4 separate regions of the Mus musculus genome follow, and regions 2, 3 and 4 are each linked to region 1. A link is a contact called in public Hi-C and promoter capture Hi-C data. All regions are on one chromosome and are shown on one strand. The core of a region is the stretch at or near the end of the contact, and the rest is flanking DNA. Distances in the headings are between cores, read along the strand shown.

Region 1 (3,367 bases), core at 443-2,942:
CCGTTACAACAAACCCCCCAGGAGACACTAGAGTCACAGCCTTAGAGGTAATGGCTATGCTTAGCACCTTGATTTGATCTGCAATCATCAAAATACTACTCTATTCCGTAACCGTGAACAATGACTATATATCAAGAAAAAAAAATAAAAGCAGAATAAAATAGGGCTTTAAAGAAGCCCTAACAGATGACCAAATCCCAAAGGTATGATTAACAATGAGCATAATAAGATCCCAAATTAATAATCATGGTGTGTGAATAGTTTATCTATCATGAAGTAGGCATCCACCTTCATTTATTTTCAGATAGCCTATTTGTGGAATTTCTTTCACAGTGATCTACAGAGCATTTTTGCCACCCATAGATCTCTTCATGTAGAGAGGATTTGTGTCACTTCTACAGTGTCTATTATAATGCCAACATATGCTTGATATGCACTTTAAAAGTAGTGTGTGCATGTGTGGTAGGCAGAAGTCAGTCTTAGGAGCCCCAGGAGCCATTCACTGTTAGGTTCCAGGCTGATACAAGAGGCTTTCAGAAAGGGGAAAGGGGATACCAACTCTATGCCTTTGACCAGGGTCAGACATAGCAAAGTCTGGAACCAGGCCCCCCAGAGTTAAGATTTCAGTCTGTGAGAACGTGACTTTTCCTCCTAAAGAGACTGGAGTAGTCAGTCCCAGGCCAGTGTGTGCTTGGTCTGTGGCACACATGAAGTATTCTGTGTTCCTTTTGTGCAACACTGCTTGGTTAGCTTTCTGATGACTTCGTCCCACTGTATGATAGGTTTTTCTGTTCCATTTTCCCCATACAAACAGTATATAAGATGCTGTACATCTTAATAAATTAGCTTAGCATAAGACATAGTTTTAGGGAAAACCTCCTGACCCCAACTTTCCTGTCTTCTTTATTTCTGATCCGTTCGGTCCCTCCTCTCAGGAGCCTCTCAGTGAAGAATGGCTCACTGGTCCAGATGCATCTACACTCTTTTGTTTTTGAGATGTTTTTCACTCATACTTGGAACTCACTGATTGCTATGCTGGCTGGCAGGGATTGGTATCTTTTCAGTGCTGCATTCCAAGCATGTATCACACCATGTATAGCTTTTTTTTTTTTTTTGTCGGTACTGGGTATCACACTTCATGCTTACATGGCAAGAACTTTAGCCCAGTAGACTGGGGTCTCTCCCTCCCCAGCCGCAGTGATAGTTGCTAGAGCCACTGAAAGAGCCCTTATCAGTTAGGTTGTCACGGATCCTTGCTGAGCACTAAGTGAATATTTCCCACTTGCAAATAAGCATTTGCTGGCCATCCACTAAACGCCAGTCACTTATCTGTCACCAGGATATAAATGTTGTTAGCATAACCACTCTATTAGGGAAGTCATTACTGTTTGTGAGTTGTGACGGTGTATGCCGGGAGGGGGGTGGGAAGGAGAGCGACAGAATGGTTGCTACTGGGTAGGCAGTTAGATGTGAGATGATTATGGAAAAGTGTGTCTGTAGCTTAGCAATGAGAAGGTTACAACTCTACAACAGCATCCTACAAGGGACGGACTCGGCGGCTCCCAACACTGGGTAGCAACGGGACGCCGCGCGCTTGACGTCGTCAGAGCAGCATGGGTTCGGTCTCCGAGCTCGCGCCTGCGCACACTGCTTCTCGCGCTGCTGCTGGGAACTACCGCCTTCCCGCCAGTCGTCACTTCCGGCTGACGCGACGCGTCGGGCGACGTCACGTCCTGCCGCTACCGGTAGGGACCGTGAGTGGCGGCAGGCCGGCTCTCCGGCGCTCCCCTCCCCTCCTCCCTCCCTCCCTGTCCCTCCCTTGGCGGCCGCGAGTCGCGGGGACTCTGGAGCCGGCCTCCTTCGGCGTGAGTGCGGGGGCCTCAAGCAGCCTGAGGCGCCGCGGCAGAGAAGGAGGACGACCGCGACCCTCGGTCCCCGCTCCGCGTCACCGCGCTCGCCGCCGCCATGGCCATGAGGCAGACGCCGCTCACTTGCTCGGGCCACACGCGGCCCGTGGTGGATTTGGCCTTCAGCGGCATCACGCCTTACGGCTACTTTCTGATCAGCGCTTGCAAAGGTGAGCTGAGCCCGCGACGGCCGCGGCTCCCGAGTGCCGACGGGTGGGTGGGTCGTGGCTGCCAGCGACAGCCATCGCGCTGCTGGGACTAGAGGGTCGCCCCTGGCCGGGCTTTATGCGTCCCTCCTCCCCACCGTTGTTAGTGCTCCCCAACACCTCGCCTTTCTACCCACACAACTACATTGTGTTTGCCAAGGATTTACGGGAAGAAGAAATTAGGCCAGGCCGAGAGGAGTGCCCTTTATGTCCTCTCACTCATTGTTTCATCCTTTGTGGTGTGAGCCTCATTTTTTTTTTTCCCCGACGAAAGTGTACGTTAGGTTTATGTGGTCCAAAGTAAAAAGCGGCTATCTAGATCGTTTTGACACCGCATGTCACTGGCATCCAGCCCACGGTTTTTCAGAAGTTTTTATTTATGTGTGCCTGTGTTGTCTCTATGCATGCTTGTACCTGTGTGAAGGGGTGCCCCAAGAGGAAGGCATCAGATTGTCCAGAGCCGGAGTTAGAGGCTGTTGTCAGCCTCCGTGTGGGCGCTGGGAATCGGAATCAGGTCTTGTGGAAGAGCGTTTCCCAGGTCTTTATAGTTGCTTTGTAATCCGAGTTTGCAAAGGTGATGAGGGAGGCCTCTCATTCGGTCCCAAAATTGCTTATGCTTCCCAGGAAGAGTGGCTACAACTCCTTAGTCCCTAGGTCACTGAGACCATATGCACAGACCAGGATGGGGACACCCTCCCCCACGCCCCCACGGCTTAATGGGAGTAGGGGGGAGCAGTCAGAACAACGGTTTTCCAGTAGTTTGCTGCTCAGGATTTGGTATTACGTTGCATGCTTCTAAATCACAGATGTCTGAAAATATTTTCTAGATGGCAAGCCCATGCTCCGCCAGGGAGATACAGGAGACTGGATTGGAACATTTTTGGGTCATAAAGGTGCTGTTTGGGGTGCAACATTGAATAAGGATGCCACCAAAGCTGCGACAGCAGCTGCAGACTTCACAGCGTAAGTGTAACAAAAATGGCTAACTTCATTCTGTTTGAATTTTGTGGTGACATGGCCAGATTCTCCAACTTCACAGTTAGACATGAGGTTCTGACTCCGAGGATGCTATAGACAGTACATGGTGTTTGATCTCACCACGATTCTGTCCTGGCTCTCTGAGCATCCTTGTGACTTGAGATGTTTCAAGGACTGATGTCTCTCTCATCGAGACCAGGAACGTGGTGAGCTATACAGCTTGGACAATGGGTGCTGCTGATGTCCTTCACAGATAGTCTTGAACACTTAGTGAGT
Region 2 (3,367 bases), core at 586-3,085, 2.9 Mb after region 1:
AAGAGCAGTTGGTGCTCTTAACCCCTGAGCCATCTCTCCAGCCCTCGTTTTATTTTTCAACCATGACACAGTGTTTCTCTAGAGGAGCCAAGCATGGAGACTCTCGCAGTTCCTGTACTCAAGGAGGCTGAGGCGGTTGAAGCCCATCCTGTGCTGACCGAACATGGCCTTGTCTCAGAAGTCATTAGGGCTGGAGAGACGGCTCAAGGCTCAAGTTACATACTGCTTTTACAGTTGGTTTCCTCGTGCACTGCCTTGAGAGCCTGAGATGACTTGTGCCCACCTCCACACAGACAGACATTTCTTGTTGATGCTGAGAGAGGCTTTTTCTGTGTAACAGCTCCAGCTGTCTGGAACCCACCGGCGCACACCTCTGCACACATGCATTTGCTGTTGGTTTCTCTAGGTAACAGCCCTAGCTGCCCTAGAATTTGCTTTGTAGACCAGGCTGGTCTCAAACTCACCAAGTTCCTCCTGCCTTTGCCTTGAGAGTGCTGGGATTAAAAGTGTGTGCCACCATGCCCTGCTACATAATTTAAAATAAGATCTTTTTTAAACGATTTCTTCCTACATGGAAATCCTACAGGCCAGGATCGTTAGAAAGCACACCTGATACTTTGGGAGCTGTGGAATTGTGTTTGCTCTGGCAGGTACCCTAGTGCACACTGAGACCTCAGTATGGGAGTCCCACGATGTCCACGGCACATTAGCAAGCAAGTGGTTGTGCTGGTCTGTCTTTCTCTCTCGGGTATAAGGGTGGGGTGGACCTTGGCCTTCTGTTCTTCACTCCTAGCCCTGCCTCCCAAGCCCCGGGCCTCTTACACATTTGCCTCCTGTACTCTGTAAGCAAAACCATTTCAGTCCTCTAAACTCGATGTCACGCTGGCCTGATACCAAAGAGTAGCACAGGGATTCCCGCTCTGGAACCATTAGAGCCACTCTGGGTTGGTGTGCTGTGGTGCTAAGCCTGTAACACTGACACCTCCATGGTGTGAACTAGAAAAGATACAACAGTACTTTCTGACAAATACCTGGGAACTGACTTTAAAGCAAGAAAAGGAAGGCTAGGCCAGATGGTACAAGCCCCGTTTTAACTGTTCTTTCTTTTCCTTTTTCCTTTTTTCCACTTTGGGTTTTTTCGAGACAAGGTGGTTCTGGAATTCACTTTGTAGACCAGACTGGCCCCAAACTAGAGACCTGCCTCTGCTTCCCTCCCTAGTGCTAGAATCAGGACTGTGCCACCATGCCCAGCCTTAGTTGGATTTGTAAGATGTCTTCTGACCTCTACAAACATACACACATTTGTGCACACACACACACACACACACAATATCAACTATCTTTGTTACGACAAACGACATTGATGTATGTGTATGTGTGTGCGTGTGTATATACTTATCTTCTGTTTTCTTGGTGTGTTTTAGTGAGAAGTCTGTCCCCGTCTCCTGACTCCTCCACGGCAGCAGATCCGCCCACTCCTCCACAGCTCAGGGAAGGATCGCATTTCATGTGTGTGTAGTCGCAGAAGTACGTCTTCTCTTCCCTTTGGTACTTTGTGTTAGGAGTATGTTACTTGGATTCTATCCATTTGTTGGAACAGCAATACAAGCAAATTAACCCTGGACTATGTCCCACCAGAGCACCTGGCCATGTATGTGAAGTCCAGGCCGTAGTTCAGGTTTCTCATATTGCCCTGGCAGGGAGTGGGTCTCTGGTGGCATTTTCTCTCAGTCTGTCATAGCATCATCCACACGTGCAGCAGAATCTGCAGTGAGCGGCCTGTGCCAGCCCTCCTGGCAGCGCTGCAGCTGTGCCCTGGAGACATCCTGCCCACACTCAGGCTGAGGAGCCAGGGCTGCCCTTTGGACAAAGCCATGATTATGATGTAGTCTGGGGCGGAGGCTTGACATTTCGAAACCGTTGGGTTGGAGCCAGGATAGAGCGAGCTGAGGGTGACTTCCTTCATTGCTTCTTTGGGGCTTTTTTATTATTATTACTGTTCCCAATAGTAATGTGTGTACTGTATATCTAATGTGTATGTGTGATGGATATGCCACATGAGTGTGCCATGACAAGAGTGTGAAGGCCAAAGGACAGCTTTGTGGATCCAGTTCTGTCCTGCCCCTATGTCCATTCTGAGGTTTGAACTTGAGTTATCAGTGAGGGCATAGGCACTGCTAAACTGTCTCACTGTCCCTCACACACACCAGACTCCACACTGTGTGCACAGAACCTCCCTTACTCAGAAATTTGTGCTTACAAGTAAATCGTTTTCCTGGAAAATGGGAGTGAGAATCTATACGCCGTTTCTATATGTTTTCTCAGCATCCACTGCCTCTTACAATGCTGGGAGCTTTTGAGTTCCTATAAACTCCAGAGTAGCCCTGGAGTAACAGCAGCATGAGCTGTCAGGCAGGCAGTCTTCAGGTGTCCCCAGCCGGCCGCACAGCGGCCTCTCACCTGGGCTCTGCCTTCACCCTGTCTTGGCCTTTGTAGTAGCTCTGCGCTTTGACTCGAAGCTCCTGTGGTTGTGGGTTGGCTTCCGTGCTGGGTTGAGGAGCTTCGCTAGAGTTAGGAATGACCAGTTGTGCCACCACGCCCAGCCTCATATGTTTTTTTAAAAAAGTTATTTTTGTGCCTTTAAAAAATGACTTAATTGATAATAGATCATGCAGGGCAGGGCGCCTTCTTTCTGGGTCAGGTTCACTGCTCCCTGCTTTCAGTAGCAGAGGGTGTCTGTTATCCAGAGCAGGCCAGTACAATAAACAGAAAATGGAAAAAAAAAAAAAAGGAATGACCAGTTGTCATAGGTGTACCTGTGGCTTGCCTTTTTCACTAGCAGAACTTTAGTTGTGTAAAAGTGACTCTGGTGACAGAATGACACTAGACAGGAAACATAAACAGGCTTGTGGCCTGACAGGTGTCCTCTCCTTCTATTAGGGAACAATGTGCAGTGAGAATATTCACGGGCCAGGCATCGTGGCCTTTGGGTTTAATCCCAGCTCCTGAGAGAGAGGCAGGCACACACGAGTGGGTTTAATCCCAGCTCCTGAGAGAGAGGCAGGCACACACGAGTGGGTTTCCGTGAGTTTGAGGACAGCCTGGTATTTACATAGTGAGCTCCAGGGGCCAAAGCTGCATGGTGAGACCCAGTCTCAAAACACAAAACTGCACAGGAGCTGGGCATGTAGCTCAGTTGGTATAGACATACCTAGTACACATGAAGTTCTGCATTCAGTTCCTAGCACCACAAAGAATCAGGCATAGTGGTGCACACTAGCAATCCCAGCACTTGGGAGGAAGAAGCAGGAGAATTCAAAATTCCCGGCCAGCCTGAGCTTCATGAGGCTCCACGTCAAAACAGAAA
Region 3 (3,367 bases), core at 233-2,732, 2.8 Mb before region 1:
AAGTTGAGATAAGAGACTAGATTTTTTTAGTCCATTTAGGCATATCTGATCAATACAGTGAGGTAACTCTTTCACACAGGCAGAGAGAGAGAGAGAGAGAGAGAGAGAGAGAGAGAGAGAGAGAGAAAGAGAGAGAGAGAGAGGAGTCAACCCCCCACATCCATGGGTTTCACATCCTCACATTCAGCCAAAAGCAGATATAAAAATAGAGAAGATAAATTTGCATCTGTACTGAATGCTTTTCTTGCCATTACTCCCTATACAATATAGTACAGGAGCTATTTACATAGCATTTACATCGATGTACATATCACAAATAATCTAGAGATTGTTTAAACTTTACAGAAAGATGTACAAGGGTCATATGCAAATAGTATACCTCATTACGCAGGGGACTTGAGCATCATGCATTGCGGGACTTGTGCAAGGTCCTGCAAACAATCTCCAGGGACAGTAAAAATGACAATACTGTCTGTACTATATAGCACTGCTCCCAATATTAGAGTGAATCCTAAGATCTACACAACTGGAAGGCTATAGATTAGAAATCTATAATCTTGTAATGAGCCAGTGACTCATCTGAGTGACTTGTTAGCCAAATTTCATTCCGGCTGAACCGTGAAGTTGGTGGGAGAGGCCAGGCATTCTATTGGAAAGAGGACACTTCAGTTGCCGGATGGTACCTCAGAGTCGTGATAGGGCAAAAATCCAGTTTGTGCAGGTGTTCCACGTCCCCTGAGAGAGAAAAGAGGCCAAATCAGTCAGAGCGGTCCACACTTGCAACATCCTAAGACTCCAGATTATCTGTTTTACCCCGCCCCAACCTCAGCTCTTGCCTGCGACAACTTTAAAAAATGTTTCTGTTGCACTCAAAGACATCCCCATTTCACTTCGCTATCGTAGACTAAATATGCGGCACTGCTGCCTACTTGCTTATAAATATGCGTAAATATTTTAAGCTAAACTTCCTCTACTGCTCTAATTCCTCCTAGCCTCATCTCTCAAGCCTTCATTGGCTCCTTCCATTTTTAAAACTTCTCATCTTCATATCACTGTGTTAGCCCGGTCCACATTCACAGCCTCTCAGAATCTTCGGGGGTGGGGGGGGGGAAGTCCCGTTCGTTCCCCAGATTTATCCTTTTATGCCAGTTAGCTCGCGTGCCACACAACGAAATCGCAACATCTTTTAAAAACCGCGAGGGGTTCTCTTCCCACTCTGACTCTTGGATTCGCGGAGACCTCATGACCCATACGAGAACAGAAGAATGGGGGGGGCGAGTTACAGTCAAGTGGAATTTTGACCGAAAAATCCCTAAGGACGTGCCGCAGTGGGCGTGAATCCCCGGCTCCGACCTGACTGACATCCCTCGGGGGCCGACGGGGCCACCTGTGACCAAGCAGGAAGTTCTGAACGGTTTGCGCGCCAAAAAGCCCAGCGCATGCGCACACAGCCACGGGCGGGGCGGGGGCGGAGTCCCGGCTGGCACAGGATCTCGCGTTGTCTGGGGAAAGAGGCACAGAGGTCTTTACGGTGGCGTTGTGGGAACCGCCCACCACCTCTCCTTTAAATCTTCTTTCTTTCTTCTTTTTTTTCTCTGTCTTTTCTCTGTCCTCTCAGCCTCAGTGTAGACAGTGAGCGAAAGAGCTCAAGGCCGGCAGCTCTGTGGAAGAGTTATGGCTGCCATGGTCGCGCAGCCGGTGCCTCAGAGTGAGAGTAGCAGAAGCCACACCGTCGATCGTCTTAAGATGCTAGGGTTTGCTTTGGCCTTCCCCCTTTTTTATGATGCTATGCAAACCAAAAAACAAAAAACAAAACAAAAAAAAAATCACCTTGGCGCACGGCGCCTGCGCAGTGCTTGTTTACCGCGGGCCGAGCGCAGGCCCCTTCCCTCCGCCCAGATCCTGCGCCTGCGCCTGCGCGGCTGACGTGGATTTCTCCGGGAAAACCGCGCCTCCTAGTCCCGGGACTAGGGAGCGAGCAGCCGAGTGTGCCGTGGGAATCTCGGAGCCCTGAAATGAGAACCACAACGCCCAGAGTCGGTGTCGCGGCAGGATCGTGAGCACAGATGACCCAGGTGCTGTGCACGCCACCGTCGCTGAAGTGAGCAGCGGAGCGTGAGAGCGAAGACCGGCGGCGCTGACGCCTCAAAGGATGGACTTTGTTTAGCAAAGATGCAAATAAGCCTGACCCTAAGGCCGCCGGAGTTCGAGCAATTCCTGACTGGGCTAAGACTGTTCTTGAAGGCGACTCAGAAAGGCGGCCATGCAAATTTTGAAACTAGAAAGAGCTGACACTAGAAGCAGTAGCCCTTTAAAGCAGAAGCCAGTTAGTTCATAAGAGTCTGAATGTCCCTTCAAAGTCCGCTCTAAATAGACTCAGACAGTGCTCATAAAATATTATCTGATAAGCATAGATTATTTTAGATATGGTTATCCATTTGCAAGTAGAGGCAAACTGATTTGTGAAGGAATTTCTATTGATAGATTCCAGTACGTTCAAAAAAAATTAATAACTGGCAACTTAGCTAAGCCTGAGCATTTTTCTAGTTTTCAAAACAATGGAATTTATTTGGCAATTTTATTAGACCCTATTTTTTGACCGGTGAGATTGAAGTCTTTAGATTTGTAACATTTTTCTACCAGAAAAAGTGAGATTTTAACCAGTAAGAAGGGGGAAATGTATGTATGTGAACAGAAGAGGTCAGAACTTGAAGACTTGTCATGCTTCCAACATTTGTCTCAAGAGAAGCTATCATCTCACCTCGGATTTTTTTTTTTATGTTCAATATAATAGTAAAATTTAGCATACTTTGAACATTTTTTTTCCTATACAATCTGGGTATGGTGGTACATTGAAGAAGAAAAAAAATGGGGTTTGTAGATCAGTTGGTAGGCTCCTTGCCTAAAAGCCACGGATTTATGCAGAACTGAGTAAAATGGGACTTGGTGGTAGACCTATAGAGGCAGGATCAGAAGTTCAGGGCAATCCCCACGTATGGAGTCATAAACCAGCCTGGGCTACATGAAACGCTGTTTTAAACAAAGAAACAGGTTCTCTATTATAGATAAGAACAATAGCTTACTTGAGGTAGAATGATAACCAGTTTTCCACACCTATATTGACCTGACATTTCCTTCATAAGAGAGAAAATACAGAGAGGGTGAATGAATTTCTTGTTCATATTTATGACTAGACTAACTCAAAAAGGGCTTCCTTTGTTAAGACTGACATCTGTCCTCAAAGAAGCTATCACTGCAGATTGTAGCGGTTGGTTGTTTTTTGAGAGAGGGTCTTGCTATGTAATGGAGAATGGCTTCAAATTTGGAATCCTCTTGTCTCATTCTCCCAAGTGCGGGGACTACAGAG
Region 4 (3,367 bases), core at 302-2,801, 2.8 Mb after region 1:
CTTCTCTCCCTCTCTGCTCCTCCTCCGTCTCCCCACTCACAAACATTAAATAAAAGGAGGCGATGCAGCCTTCCTCTGGCCTTCTGTAGGTGCCACAGTCACCCACAGGAAAACCTTCCTTCCTGTAGATTGTGTTCATTTCTAACATCAGTCGTGGAAAGTAGAATCAGAAGATGCCCTGAGTGCTAGCCCTTTTCTGCTGCCACTGGCATGCCACAGCAGGTGAAGCATGCAGGGCTGGTGCGTCACACACTCGGGCTGAAGATTGACTTCTGCTCCTCATAGCTTGAGCACGAGAGCATGGTTTCTCGATGCCACCTCTCATGACAAGTGATTACTGAAGTGACTTTTAAAACCAGTGCAAGCCTTCAGTCCCAGCACTTGGGAGGCTTAAAGTGTCAGGGTCTTGGAAGATACATATCATGAGTTGTAGGCCTGCTGGACTACAGACTTAGACCCTGTCTCACAAAAGCAAAACATAAATAAGAGTAGCTGTACACTTCTGTAGGAGGATTTCTGCTTTATTCTGTACTACACTGTCATAGATTGTTTAAATAGCTAGTCCACTACTTGTAGTCTGTATTTTTGATGATATCTTGTTTATTCTTTTGAGAATTCCATATGTGTTTATATTGTATTTTAATCATGTCCACTCCCCCAGGTTCCCTACAACACTCCTCCCTCCCAGTTTCATGCCCCCTTTCCCATAATGCATTGGGTCCCATCAGTGCTGCCTGTTCATCTCGTTTGTTTCTTTCCACGTTTCCTTTGTGACGTCCCTGTTAGTGATGAAGAGCAAGGAAGAGGGTCAGTGAATTCCGCAGTGACCTCAGCGATGCTCCAGCCTCTGTCTGCTGAGTTATGGGATTTAGAGGCGTGCCCCGCCATTGCCCAAACTAGTCTTAGGGCCTAGAAAGTTGATATCTTCTTGTACCTTGCTGCAAAGAATAAATAATCTTGTACCAATCTTTTTCACTCCTTTAGTCTCATATAGCCAAGCAAACTTTGATTCTCCCACAATCTGGTTTTTTGCTGTTTTATAGGGGGGTTCTGTGTGTGTGTGTGTGTGTGTGTGTGAGAGAGAGAGAGAGAGACACTGTCTGTCTGTCTTCCCTCTCTCTCTCTCTCCCTCCTCTATCACCTCTCTCCCTTTTTCCCCTCTCTTCCTCCCTTGGTCTCTCCAGAGCCCATGACAGACCAAAGTATGGATAGTATATAGGGTAAAAAGTCTAAGCTCACTTCTGGGTTTTGAAAACCCACCAGTCCACACCTCCCCGTCCCTCCCTCCCTGCCCCCGCCCCTTATCTCTCCCCCTCAACCCCCCCACACCCCCACCACACCCCTGTATAAAGTCTGTCTCCTGCTCAGTTCCCTGCTGCTTTTCACCCAGAGGCAACCATCCTCCCGTGTCTTTCTCAATAAATGTCCTGTGTGAGGTTTGTGCAGTCTGACCTTGTAGTATTTCTTGGCTCCCTATTGCCAGGATACCATTCCTTCCAGAGCTGATCCTGGGGAAACAGCCCTCAGAGCTGTACCATTTCTGTTGGAGAAACTTCATAGTAACAGTAAAGATACCACTGAAGTCCAATTTGATGAGTCAATGCATTTTAGTGTTACAGGAATATGGGTGAGGGGCTACTTCCGGGAGCCGAAGTGTCTCAAAGACAGCTGCATCACCCCAGCTTGAGGGACATCTCACAAAATCTTGGAACCTGGAGCTTACCACAAAGCCTACAGGTAGCTCAACAAGTTGAGTGTCCTTTCCACATGCCACTTCCGGGCAGCTCAGCTTGTTTCTGTTGCATCCAAGCAGCTCAGAGAGGCCTTTGCAACGTGGCTCCTCTGAGACAGACTCATCTTTTAGTGATTCACTGGCAGGGAAGGGTAGGGTAAACCTGGTCAGTTTGGGGGACTTCCTCACACTGCTTCAGTTGTTTACCTCTGTTTAAAGAGCTCTCCCTTAGGATGGAAGGTTTCCCTCTGGGTGGAAACTGTTACACAACACTCCCTCCTCCTTCCTCGTTTCCTCCCCTCTCTCCTTTTCCCCACCCACTCTCTCTCTCTTTCTCTTTCCTTTTTCTCTTTCTCTTTCTCTTTCTCTTTCTTTCTCCCTCTCCCTCTCCCCTTCCCTTGCTGTCCTCCCATCTCCAGCGTATTTAACCTTGGAAGTTGAAGCCCAGACAGTTCTTGACTAGAATAGGACATCATAATGGCAGAATTCTAAGGAAACTGACTAGATACCAGGTTCATTCGCATTCTGAGCAGAGACTTAATACCCACTTGTCAGTCCTCTGATCTGGTAACCCGGCCTGCCCGGTGCCTACATGATCGTAGTGATCGTAGTGGTTGTGGCTGATAGATCTGGTCCTTGTTGATACCTGTCTCACCTGTCTTAACCTTAACACCAAAGCTCCTTTCCCTCACATTCTCTCAGCTATGATGAGTTCATCTCCTCAGCTCTCTGCTAGTTACTGTGTTCTTTCATGTTTCTGCCAGAAAGCAGAGCTTGTAGTGTGACCTTCCTTGATGTGGGCTTATTTGCAAGTCGTTCACCTTGGGAAATGATACCAAGGTGAGAACAAAGAGTGACAGAGAATGACAACCACGGGTTCCCTAGGCCTCACATTAAATCTTGACAAATGAACAGAAACTCAGGAAATTATTCCCAGTTCACAGGAGAATTACCCAGGAGAACCTAGGGCTACCCCTAAGACTGGCTGCCACTGCCCTGAGGCAGTGTTTGCATACATAAGCACTGGTGGGCTCTCACTCACATGCAGGGGACTTAGGCACTGGCTGCATTCTCATACAGGGTGCATAAGGTCCATGACTGCCGGGTGGGTCTCACGTTAGAACAAGATTAGCTGAGAAGATGTGGAGAGGGAGAGCCTTGCATTCTGGAGTTTTAATAGTGTGTTTTAGTTAGTTCTCCAGCACAGGCCCACCGTTTCCAAAGTGAGCTTTTCATCTGTAGCTCTCATATTGGGCAAAAACACTAAAAGCAAAAAGTGGAATCCTCAGGACGGTGAGTCATTCTGGCCAAGGGCGTTTTAGAGCTGTCTGCCATGACTGAGCCATTCCGTCTACACAGAGATTGTCAGGTTGCACAAGGGTCGCCTAGGACTTGTGTCCAGTGGTTCCCGTGTATGTGGGTGAGGGACACTACTTTAAATAGACTTTATGATTGGGAAATTAGATTTTCCTGTGCAGTGCAAGGCTTTATCATCTATCCTAATATAAGACGAATAGTCATTAATCGGCTACAGAAACGACAGTGAAATCTGGCTGCCGGGCTACAGGGAGGTTTTTATGCCCGCTAGTACAGGAGAGTCATGTGCTTTGCCAGTGCAGTGGACAGCACACACCT

What was found. Promoter capture Hi-C pulls out the DNA fragments that hold promoters and counts their contacts. Hi-C and Micro-C count contacts between places; a contact is called where the count stands out from the background.
Region 2: a promoter capture Hi-C map of hippocampal neurons shows a contact between it and region 1, with 10 times the contacts expected there. The contact joins the enhancer-like site here to the promoter of Strap in region 1. A contact is called at or near these places in 2 of 39 promoter capture datasets (hippocampal neurons and liver) and 3 of 115 datasets of contacts at active chromatin or transcription factors (embryonic stem cells and stem cell-derived neural progenitor cells).
Region 3: a Hi-C map of CD8 T cells shows a contact between it and region 1, with 8 times the contacts expected there. The contact joins the promoter of 2810454H06Rik here to the promoter of Strap in region 1. A contact is called at or near these places in 1 of 39 promoter capture datasets (liver), 1 of 484 Hi-C or Micro-C datasets (CD8 T cells) and 1 of 115 datasets of contacts at active chromatin or transcription factors (astrocytes).
Region 4: a contact with region 1 is called in a promoter capture Hi-C map of hippocampal neurons, with 7 times the contacts expected there. The contact joins the enhancer-like site here to the promoter of Strap in region 1. A contact is called at or near these places in 5 of 39 promoter capture datasets (the 3T3-L1 cell line, 3T3-L1-derived adipocytes, cranial neural crest and 2 more) and 1 of 115 datasets of contacts at active chromatin or transcription factors (stem cell-derived neural progenitor cells).

What each region holds. Positions count from the first base shown.
Region 1 is chr6:137,733,390-137,736,756 of GRCm38.p6, forward strand. Strap (serine/threonine kinase receptor associated protein) reads left to right here and starts at 1,693. Exons shown (of 10, transcript NM_011499.3): 1 at 1,693-2,077; 2 at 2,941-3,076. The coding sequence starts at 1,966.
Region 2 is chr6:140,592,131-140,595,497 of GRCm38.p6, forward strand. It overlaps Plekha5 (pleckstrin homology domain containing, family A member 5), which reads left to right. Exons shown (of 31, transcript NM_144920.3): 31 at 1,425-2,776. The coding sequence ends at 1,519. Among named protein-coding and RNA genes, the nearest start is that of Aebp2, 30 kb to the right of the region's middle. Within about 2 kb of position 1,836, at least 101 of the 459 cell types and tissues checked have an H3K27ac peak or open chromatin away from gene starts, as enhancers often do. A contact at or near this core is called in hippocampal neurons and liver, where this site is marked.
Region 3 is chr6:134,896,479-134,899,845 of GRCm38.p6, forward strand. It overlaps 2810454H06Rik (RIKEN cDNA 2810454H06 gene), which reads left to right and starts at 1,483. Exons shown (of 1, transcript NR_029441.1): 1 at 1,483-3,367. Gpr19 (G protein-coupled receptor 19) reads right to left here and starts at 1,716. Exons shown (of 4, transcript NM_001362050.1): 1 at 1,354-1,716; 2 at 684-735. RefSeq lists a cis regulatory region at 1,128-1,663.
Region 4 is chr6:140,559,355-140,562,721 of GRCm38.p6, forward strand. The region is part of intron 15 of Plekha5 (pleckstrin homology domain containing, family A member 5); the gene reads left to right. Among named protein-coding and RNA genes, the nearest start is that of Aebp2, 62 kb to the right of the region's middle. Within about 2 kb of position 1,552, at least 62 of the 459 cell types and tissues checked have an H3K27ac peak or open chromatin away from gene starts, as enhancers often do.